Regions from separate parts of the Muntiacus reevesi genome. Here region 2 is linked to region 1. A link is a contact called in public Hi-C data. All regions are on one chromosome and are shown on one strand. The core of a region is the stretch at or near the end of the contact, and the rest is flanking DNA. Distances in the headings are between cores, read along the strand shown. Region 1 holds the start of STAMBP (STAM binding protein). Region 2 holds the start of BOLA3 (bolA family member 3).

Region 1 (5,471 bases), core at 1,900-4,399:
ATCCAGGTTTTGCCACTCCAAATTGTGAAATAAAGCCTACCACTGAACTTGGAAGGTGTTTCCTGATCTGCAGAATGGAAGGACGATGTGCCCCACACAGTGCACACAGAACTGTGAAGATCAATTGACACAAATGCAGGTGAAATTTCTATGAACTATTTAAGAGCTATACAAATACACTGTAATTATTATTATCTTAAGGTCCTACTATTATGAAAGGACAAGACTAGAAATTACAAATGGAATCTTTTAACATTATTATTCCCTTCCTAAATTATACATCTTTTCCAGTGTCACTGGGACTTTAGCAATTGTTCCTGTTAACTGAAATCTTCAATTCATGCTGCAAGAGGCTAAGCAACTCAAGGGAAAGGTCTTATGATGAGCTATACAAACTGTAGGTGGCCAATACTTATTTAATGATTTACATGATTATGATAAAGGTTAAGAAAAAACTCTTTCCTGAGACACTCAATTTGCTACAAAATAAGTAGTGCTGAGGAATTTTGGCTCTGCTAAACCTCAACAATAATCCTCTGATTGGCTGCCTTAATAGAGAGGGGATAGGAAAAAACCTTCATCAATACAAAACATGTATAGTTTAAACACCAACTCTCTTGCCTAACAGCTGGGCCATGTGGGCACAGCCCAAAGAGCTAGGTCTCTTACTCATGAAATTACTGAGTCATGAAAACAACACTTTCAGTACCCATGTCTTTGAATGTCAAGAACAGCTAATATGTAGGAGCTGCCAGCAAAAATGATTAATGATAATGATGTTGTCAAGTTCTCTCTGGTTTTAGTGATTCTGAGCAGACATAAATGAGCACAAGAGCACCATGAGTGAGGCATCAGTCACCAGAAAAGAAAAAGGAAACCGGAGGTGTCTTACGTGATATACTTGTTATAGAGGATGAAAGCATATTCAATGTTGCCTTCCTCACAGTAAACAGATGCCATTCGGATAATCTCCACTCCAGAGCGGAAGTACCGGCGGGGTGGAATGTCTTCATTTATCTCCACTGTGCTACCCCTTTGGGACAGAGCCCTCACCCGGTCTTCGGGTGGGAGGCTCACATCTCCATGGTCAGACATGAGGACCAAGAAGTCCTGAAACAAATAAACAAAAGATGGCATCAATACCAAGGCCCCTGTCACCTCAGCACAGGTGTTTATCTCAACAAACCTCTACCTTACAAAGAAATTAAGAGAAAAACACCACATGCTGTTGCTCATATTAAAGGTCTCTTTAATAAAGGTCTCTTTCCCACAAGAAGCCTGAGACTCTCAAGAAAGCCCATTTCACAAGGATGAAAGGACTGACAGACTCAGAAACCCATAATGCCTGTGGCATGATTAGGTGGTACAAAGAGTATAACTATAATGAGCCCCAAGGGCTTCAGTTCTCTCTTCATGCTAACCATTCCCTGTCATTAGGTGGCCCAGACCTCGGCACCATGAAGACAGACAGTATCTTGTATTTTTTCCACTATCTCTCCTCCCAGCTACCCACTTCCACCCATCCCAGTATCTGACAGAATACTCAATGACATTTCCTGATGATTGTTAACTGACTTTAAGTTGATCATTTAACCTGAGAGTAACAGACTTTGTCTACAACTTTTCACGCTTTAGCACAAGGTCAGTGAGGGGAAATGGTGTGAGTATGAATATTTATAATCCCGACTCTCCCCATAAAACCACTAGTCCAGTCAATCTACATCATCATCATTTCAGGGTAAGGAATCTAGATCTAGAAAACAGTTTACCCAAATATATCTTCGAAGACTAAGTACTCTTTGAATAACAAAAGGACACAAAGGTAACTTGAAAGGCAAAACCCAAACCAACAACAACAACAAAAACATCCTGGGAGTTTTCCCTCCCTGGGTCTCAGGTTGCAGTCATTCTACAATCTTTCTTGATACTGTTGCTGTTCGAATCAGATTCTTTCTTCCAATCAGATATCACTCTACATCACTTCCAAAAAGATTCTGAGTATTTGATGCATACTCAATTGCAGCACACCCCCCACGCCCGTATTTTTGCCTGGAGAATCCCATGGACAAAGGAGCCTGGTGGGCTGTAGGCTATAGGGTCACAAAGTCAGACATGCCTGAAGCAACACAGCACAACCAGCATGCTGTAGAATACACAAGCTACAGCAGATTTTGGAATTCAAGGCCCTGTGTCAACTGGCCCCATTTGGTCCTTTTAAACCTTACTTTTTGTCCTTTTAAACCTTAATCATTGCCAACAGAGACCTTTTGCTTCAGTCAGGATTCTTATCTGCCCAGAAATCCTCACATTTGTTTCATTTGTCTATCTACTGTTGTTTTCCATTCCAAGCACTCCCTCAAAGATGATTTTCTCCAAGCCAATTCTATCTCCAGGTCACACTTCCTCCACCAAGCTTCTTCTCAAACACCCTAAGGGTACAAAAGTTGTGGGGACTACCAGGGATGCAGAGGCATTCCACCTCTGTGGGAGTCTTTTCAGGGGCTCAAGAAGCCACTAGTAAGTCTAAAACCTCCCCAAGTTGCCTAATTAGTAAACTCAGTGCATCAAAGCTAACTGAAGCAGAAGAAGGTTGTTGCTCTTTGTCACCTCTCGGGAGAGGATCTTTTGGTCGAGAATGAAACCCCTTCCCAAGGCCAGCAAGTGCTGCCCCACACAAGACTGAGCAACACTCCAAAGAGGAGATGTAGCGTCCGAAAACAAGAAGGGAAAGAGGCGGAAAAACCCGAGGCGGGGGAAGATGACTGGGACGCGAAAGGAAGTACCAGGAATGAGCGAAGGGGGCGTTTACAGCGGAGAAGGGTCCACTGACAACTGCTTGAGGCCTTCTCCAAGGCACTCAAGCCCAAGTTGTCAACGCCGGGCAAAATTATTCAAGGTTTTCGCGTCTATCGCGTGCGGTAGGAGGGGACGCGCCGGGCCAAGCTGGGGACCGGAGCCGTCAGGGGCCTCGCGCGTGACAGGCCAGGCAGGGGGCGCAGGGAGGAGAAGGCTGCAGGCCCCACACTCACGGTGGCCGCTCCCCGTCAGACTCCGATTACGCTCGGCACCCGAGCCCCACCACACTGCCGGGACCCTTCCCCACCTGCGCCCCGCGGACGACTCTCGGCGCTTCCGAAAACGTCACGTCCGGCACCCGCCCCGCCCCGCCCCGCCCCCTGCCGCTGGTCTGGGAGTTACAGTCTCCAGAACTTAGGACCCGAGCGGCGACTCGTGGGCGGAGCTAGGGCTGCTACCTGCGGGGGAGAAAACACCAATGAGGAGAGAGCGGGGCCATTTTAGTAAAGGAAAATCAAGCAGCGAAGAAGAGGAAACGGGCACAGGACCCAATGACCAAGCTAGCTTTTCTTTTAGGTTAGTACAGACACAGGGAAAGGCTACACAAGTTGTAATACGACATCCCTTGGGAAAGCTTAAGAAGTATGAAATCAGATAAAATCTGTTGCATAAATCATACATGTATTGAAATTAGCCTGGTAACCTTCATGCTTACCCCATGCCTTTGTGTCCTCCACATTTGTGCAGATGAATTACATGTTTGTGCGTGCGTGCTAAGTCGTTTCAGTCCTGTCCAACTCTGTGCGACCCTATGGACTGGAGCCTGCCAGGCTCCTCTGTCCTTGGGATTCTCCAGGCAAGAATACTGGAGTGGGTTGCCATGCCCTCCTCCAGGGAATCTTCCTGACTTAGGGATCAAACCTGCATCTCTTATGTCTCTTGCATTGGTAGGCAGGTTCTTTAGTACTAGCGCCACCTGGGAAGCACGTGTTATATATTTATGTCAGTCCTAAAAGCTAGGGTATCCTAGTTTTCTGCAGAAAATTCTATGAGCTTTATCAAGATTGATTGCATGTTGAAACCTATTCTACCAGACTAATAATACCCTATTTATATTACAAAGTCACTGGAAAACCAGATGAGCTGTGTCTTTAAAGTTTTTACGCTAAATACACATCCTCGGGTTTTCTCTATGTGGAAATTTGCTTTCCCTAAATTTCCATTCACTTGTTTTTTTTAGAAATTACTCAAATCTCAGCTCTTAATTTCACCTTAATTTTGTTTATTGCCACATTCAGAAAGGTCATGTCGAGTTCTGTTTTAAACCTTTGTAGCCAGAGAGATAGGCCACGTAGGACTCATTGGCTGTTAAGGTCCATCCTGATCAGTGACAAGGTTTTCAGAGGAAGAGTATTTGGAGAACTGAGCAGTCATTCTAGTGGTTTCCACTAGTAGGATCTAAAGGTAAATTTCATTTTGCAAACTTTAGGACACCACTTTAGCCCCTCGAGTTCTTTTTTGATTACTGGCTAAGCCATTAAAATTTTATTGTATTAACTTTTTTTTTCTGGCCATTCAACACAACCTGTGGGATACCAGTTGAACACATGCTCCCTGATTGGAAGCATGGAGTCTTAACCACTGGTCCACCAGTGAAATCCCTAATTTTTTTTTAGCATATATTACAATAAAATTTTATCTGTAAATTTGAAAAGCATTTATTTTGTAACCATTTCCTTTTCAGACTGTAGGACTTTCAAAGCTTCATTAAGAAAAGACCTCTTCAGCATTTCACTAGAAATTTCTAGGTTTTCGTAGATTACCTGACTCTGTTGCTATCATAAAATTTGCAGTTACCATTGCAAAAAGCAGGTGTATATTTGTTTTAGGTTAGCAATATTAGATCTTGGCTGTCGTAGTTTTAGCGTTTAAAACTGTTTCAATATTAAAATGATATTTGAATTTATCCCTTGCTTCAAGGTATAGTATTCAGCTGTATAAACTTTAAAAAATATTAGTAAACTAATTCATGTTCATGTATGGCAGAAACCAACACAATATTGTAAAGCAATTATCCTTCAATTAAAAATAAATTTAAAAAAATATGTCAGTAGACTAAAGCCCAATATGTTTAATATTTGATTATCTAGAAATATTATATCAATATGTATTTGTTCTTTACCACTATATTGTTGTTGTTGTTTAGTTGCTCAGTCATGTCCAATTCTTTGTGACCCCATGGGCTACAGCATGCCAGGCTGCTGTGTCCTTCACTGTCTCCTGGAGTTTGCTCCAACTCGTGTCAACTGAGTTGTTGATGACCACTATATAATATCGATGAACCTGCTTGCTTTGACCACTGCAAAATTGTCAAGAACTTTTCTATTTATCTACACATACTATTTCATAAATGGGTGTGCTTAACAAAGACTAAACTATTTAAAACTGAAATAGAAACCTATTTGCTTTAGGGTCGGATTGTATTACCCAGTAATTGAATGATTTTGTTCTATTGCTGTCTGGAAGAGTACCCACAACTTCTTTAAATTCTAAAAATAGTTGCTATACTAAAAAACATCTTTTGCCTCATTATTTCATTAACTTACATTTTTTAATCTTGTGAAAGAACTACTATTTTAATTTTGAGTAGGGTTTTCCTGCCAGATAGACACTCT
Region 2 (5,471 bases), core at 1,521-4,020, 310 kb before region 1:
GCATCAGTCCTTCCAATGAACACTCAGGACTGATCTCCTTTAGGATGGACTGGTTGGATCTAGGGGTTAAGAAATTGCTTTCTAATGTAGGGAACATAGGTTCAATCCCGTAGGGGAATTAAATTCCGGTTGCCATGGGGCAGCTAAGCTCGTGGCCTCGTGGGCCACGACTACTGTGCCTGCCTCCTCTGCAGCAAGAGAGGTCCGCAGGCTACAATGAAGACCCAACACAGCCAGGAGAAAAAAAAGAAGTGAGCTACTGTTATGTGAAGAATGTTGGAGCAAAAGTACTGATTTTCAGTAAAGGAAAGAAGGAATTTTGCAAATGCAGTTCAGTGAATTTAACACTGGTCTCTTAGTTAAAAATAACTAAACCAACTAAAATTGCTTTAGTGTTCAGTTCTGGCTCTGCTTGTTTCCAGTTGCACAAACGATGTCAAACGTGTATCTCTTCTCAGCTCTCCTTTCCTCTGTGCCTGCTTCATTTCCACTGTGGCACTGCCCACATGGTTACAAAGATAGTCCCCAAGAGTACACCTTCTACCAGTTTAGCAACCCAGGTGCAAATGATCCTTTATTTTCCTTAGTTCCCTAAAGTCTCTAGACCAATTCTGATTAGTCTGGCTCAGATCATGTGACCAACTCTAAGCCAATCCCTAAATCTGATCAACCAGCCTAGGTCATGGGATATGGTCTGCCTCATTGAGACCTCCCCATTAAGTAGCAAAGAGGTGATTCTCCACTATACTCTGGAAGAAATGTCTTTGGCAGTTTAGTTACATCTCTGAAGAAAAATTGAAAGTTTGTAAATTATCCCTAATCCCACCAACTCTAATTGTTAAAGAATCAAGCAAAGAAAAAAAAATGAGGCTATTAACAGTAATGCAAAGGAGAAATTGGGGCTTCCCAGTGGTAAAGAATCTACCTGCCCAATGCCAGAGCTGCGGGAGACATGGGTTCAATCTCCGAGTCAGGGAGATCCCCTGGAGGAAGTAATGGCAACCCACTCCAGTATTCTTGCCTGGGAAATCCCATGGACAGAGGAGCTCGGGGGGTTACAGTCCATGGGGTTGCAAAGAGTTGGATACAATTGAGCATTAGCACTGATGAAAGGAAAAATTATGAGGGTCAAAAAGACAAAATTCAACAGTAAATTTAAAAAATCTAATTGGCTTTATTGACTGTTAATTCAGGCAGCATCTCATCTAGCCAGTAAAGGGGAGTTCCAGAGGGCTACAGAAATGAAAAGACTTAAAAGGCAAGTAAAAAGGTTATTTCAGGCTTAGGCAACCTACCTACAGGAGGCAAAAGGTTTCTCTGTGACAGATTATTTTAGTGGTGCTGAACAGAATATTTATGACTGATCAGAAGACAAGGCTTGAACTGACTTTAAAAGATGAGTTGGTTACCACATAAGCCATATTGTTGCATCAGTTTGCATAGGGAGGTACAAGCAGTCCAGTAATAATGAAGGCTATTTTTCAGTTGAGAAAGCTAAGTGCCGAAGAATTGATGCTTTCAAATTTTGGTGCTGTAGAAGACTTGAGAGTCCCTTGGACAGCAAGGAAATCAAACTAGTCAATCCTAAAGGAAATAAACCCTGAATATTCATTGGAAGGACTGGTGCTGAAGCTGAAGCTCTGATACTTTGGCCACTTGATGTGAAGAGCCGAGTCATTGGAAAAGACCCTGATGCTGGGGTGACACAGGATGAGATGGTTGGATGGCATCACTGACACAATGGACATGAGTTTGAGCAAACTCTGGGAGATAGTGAAGGACAAGGAGGCCTGGCATGCTGCAGTCCATGGGGTTGCAAAGGATTGAACATGACTTGGTGATCAGACAACAAGTAAAGAGAACACAGTATCTCCCCAAGAGTAAAAGCAGAGAAATTTTAAGCTAAGGTTATATGCACATTCATGAAAGGGCTTGGCCGAGGAGAATTCAGTCTAGAATGGGGGCAAAAGTTGTCAAGAGTCAAAGTTTTAGTTGATTCAAGTCAGGAGGATCAGGGAAGGTCAATATCATTCCTTAGCTTCCAGTTGATCTGCTGGTTGAGCTTTCCAGCGGATGGGAGTGGTGTTTGAATTTTGCAAAACATCTTAAAGAGTTTGCCAGGCTATCCAAGGTCTGTGGCTCCAGTGGCTCTTCTGCTGAGCCATTTCCTGCAGGCACCTTAAATTCAGGGACATCCAAAACTGAGTTAGTCGACCCTCTTCACCCCAAACCTAGTCCTCCTCTATCCATTTCATTGTCCAAGCCAGAAACCTGAGAGTCATCCCTGACGCCTTCATCCCCTCTCCCGCCAATACTGTCTTCCAGTCCATTCACCTCCCAGGTGTCTGAGTCCACTCCTCCCATTCCTGCTGCTGTTCAGGCCTTTAGTCTCTGGACCACTGCGACTGTCCCCGCTCTTGCAGGGGCCAATGATCTTTCTAAACCCAAATCTGAAAACGACTCCCCTGCTTAAAATCCTACCCCGGCTCCCTCATGGAGCGAGAAGTCGAAGCTCCTCCGTGTAGCAGCAGGTTTTCTGGTGGAGAGTAGGAATGGGGGCGTTCCACCTGGGGCACCAGGGTCCTTGGAACGACGGGGAGTCCGAGCACCGGCTTCTAGGCCGAGGCGGAAGGACCCACTGGGGGCGAGGGCTAGAAGGCAGAGGAAGCCAGGAGAGTCAGGGCAGACGGCGGGGCCCTGGGCGTCCCGGGCGTGCGGGGCGGCTCGCGGCCTCCGGACGGCAGGGGGCGGCCTCGCCCGTGGCGGCGGCGGCTCTGGTCCCGGACTCCGCGTCTTTTGGGCGACACGGCGACCTCGGACGGCGGGCCGCGTCGGCCGGGCATGGCGGCGTGGAGCCCGGCCGCGGCAGGGCCTCTGCTTCGCGGAACCCGCCGGGTGAGCGTGGACGGGGACCGAGCCACTCGCCCCGGGGCAAGAACTGCGCTGGGACCGCGGGGCGGGCCGGGGTTGGAGAGACGGCCCGCGGAGGGCGACGCGCCGGGCCAGGGGCTTCGCCTCCTTTCTCTCATTCATTGATTTGCTGGTTCATTCATTCAGTGGCCACGGCTACGGGTACTGAGAGAAGTGTCAGGCCCGGCGCGTGCTGGGGGAGCTCCCCAACGGGGTGGGGGTTGAGGCCGAGGGGAACGGATACCTAAACAGTCGTAATCCAGCAGGCACGGAAAAAGCAATGTCGGTTTACTGAGCCGAAGACGTGGGAGTCAGAGCCTGGAGTCGCGGAGTGCGTGCCGGTTCCTATGACTGAGTCAGGACTCCGGAACGTCCTCCTGGCTTCTGTGACCTTGACCCTTTCCAAATCTCACACTCCTGGAGTTGGGAGCCAGTAGAGGGCACTCACCATACGTTCTCCTAATTTTTTCTCCCCCTTGCTGATTCATTCTTCCTTCACTCCATCCATTTCTTTTGCTTTCCTCTTACATTCTTCCTTCTCTTGGACCTGCCTCCCCCAAGCAAGAAAGGCACTGCTGCTGGTGACTTTCATTATGGACAATCGACATTCCAGGGGTTTTGTCAGTAGATTGCTGGTTTAAAGGCCGCTGCCTGCAGATCAGCAGAGATGAGGGAAAGACTTTTCCCAAAGAGCCATAGTGCTAACCCCACTCTCACCTTTTAGTGACTGCTGCGCTGCCTGCCACCTGGCTACCCTCTGCCTTTGCCCCCAGCCCCGCCCCCAGGGCACCGTTTTCAGAGAAGGTCTGCGGTCCATCCAGTCTTACCCAGGTCCACAACATAAGATTCTGTCCCTCTGAACAGCACTCAGTCTCCCTCCAGATCTTTCTCCTGACCTGCATTTCAGCTGCCTGCTAGAATTAGGACTTCTTTGGGGGTGCCTAGTACATATGCCGGTTTTCTCTGGTGGCTCAGCCGGGAAACAGTCCGCCTGCAATGCGGAGAACCTGGGTCCAATCCCTGGCTTGGGAAGATCCCCTGGAGGAGAGCATGGCAACCCACTCCAGTATTCTTGCCTGGAGAATCCTCGAGGCCAGAGGAGCCTGGCGGGCTACAGTCCCTGGGGTCACAAAGAGTCAGACACGACTGAGCAAATGACAGCACAATACATATGCCCCGAATTGTGTGGATATTTCCCCCTGCTCATTCATTCACTCATCACTCAAGTTCTCCTGAGGGCCTGCCCTGTGTCAGTTCTGGAAAAATGCAATAGCAGGACAGACCCATGTCTTGGCCTCTAAGACCAATTGGTGAAAGAGTCAGTGCACAGGGCATTTTAAAGAAGGTGCTCTGAGGTTCTATAACACAGGACCCTGCTTTAGGCCATCAGAAAAGGCCTGAGGATGGGCAAGACTGAGCGGGTGAAGGGATGGTAGCTTCAGCACCAGCATGTGGTGAACAGCACTCCACCCACCATCCCCCTCCAGCCAGGGAGCCTGGTACTACTCCGTTTTTAAAGATACTCTTATGTGGAACTCTTTCCTGACTTGCTTCAAAAGGCACTGTTACATTGGCATCAAGAAGCCTGTGTAAAAAGTCCAAAATCTTTACCCTGACACTGAAGCCCTGCCATACTTTATTTTCTTTTTTTCAATATTTATTTTTACTTATTTGTTAGGCTGCACTGGGTCTCAGCTGAAGCATGCAGAATTTTTTATCTTTGCTGCAGCATACAGGAGCTTTAGTTGCAGCATGCAAACTCTTAGTTGCTGCATGTGGGATCTAGTTCCCCCACCAGGGATCAAACCCAGGCCCCCTCCATTGGAAGTGCAGAGTCTTAGCCACTGGATCTCCAGGGAAGTCCCTGCCATGCTATTTTCAGTCTCTCTTTTCAGCATGTGCTTAACCTAGCCAAGGGGCTGCTGGCATGATTTTCTGCATCTTCATCCCTAAGGGTTAAGACACATTCCCATCAGAAGCACTGGCTCCTTAGGGTAGCCATTGGGGGAGGGAAGAATGTTACTTCCAATGGTAAATAATCTAAAAATATTCCTCTTTCAGGTCCTTTCACAGAATTGTTTCTTCTTTCCAATAAGGATTGCAGAGAATAGCTGCCTTATAGCAGTAGGTCACAGGGTTATACCCAATGGAGAGAATGTGGAATGTTAATCAGGCCTAAAGGGTGGGTGCTGTTTGGTCCCATTAGCACATGGTCAGTGGCATGCTTGCCCAAGCAGGGCATGCCTGGCCTCACCTAGTCTGCATCTTACTATGGGATCCAACCTTGGGCATATCACTTGGCACTTCAGGCACCTCACTAAAGCTGTCTTCATGATAGGGTGTCACTGTCATGAGGAATAAACATCTGTTGAATTAACTTAGGGGCCTTGTTATCTCTGAAGTCCAAGTTAGTTATTTACAATTCCACTCCTCCCTCAAAAAAAGTTTATTCTGCATCCTGGGGAACTTCAATGGGCATCTGATGCCACGCAGTCCCCCCGATTTAGCCCAGGGCCCTGCCTCCCAGGGGAGGTCAGAGGGGCCTGCACAGTGACTCTCCT

Evidence for each region. Hi-C and Micro-C count contacts between places; a contact is called where the count stands out from the background.
Region 2: a contact with region 1 is called in a Hi-C map of muscle, with 9 times the contacts expected there. The contact joins the promoter of BOLA3 here to the promoter of STAMBP in region 1. A contact is called at or near these places in 2 of 3 Hi-C or Micro-C datasets (blood and muscle).

Annotation. Positions count from the first base shown.
Region 1 is chr3:90,959,678-90,965,148 of mMunRee1.1, reverse strand. STAMBP (STAM binding protein) reads right to left here and starts at 3,149. Exons shown (of 10, transcript XM_065929570.1): 1 at 3,104-3,149; 2 at 893-1,110. The coding sequence starts at 1,095.
Region 2 is chr3:91,267,787-91,273,257 of mMunRee1.1, reverse strand. BOLA3 (bolA family member 3) reads left to right here and starts at 2,770. Exons shown (of 4, transcript XM_065929580.1): 1 at 2,770-2,895. The coding sequence starts at 2,842.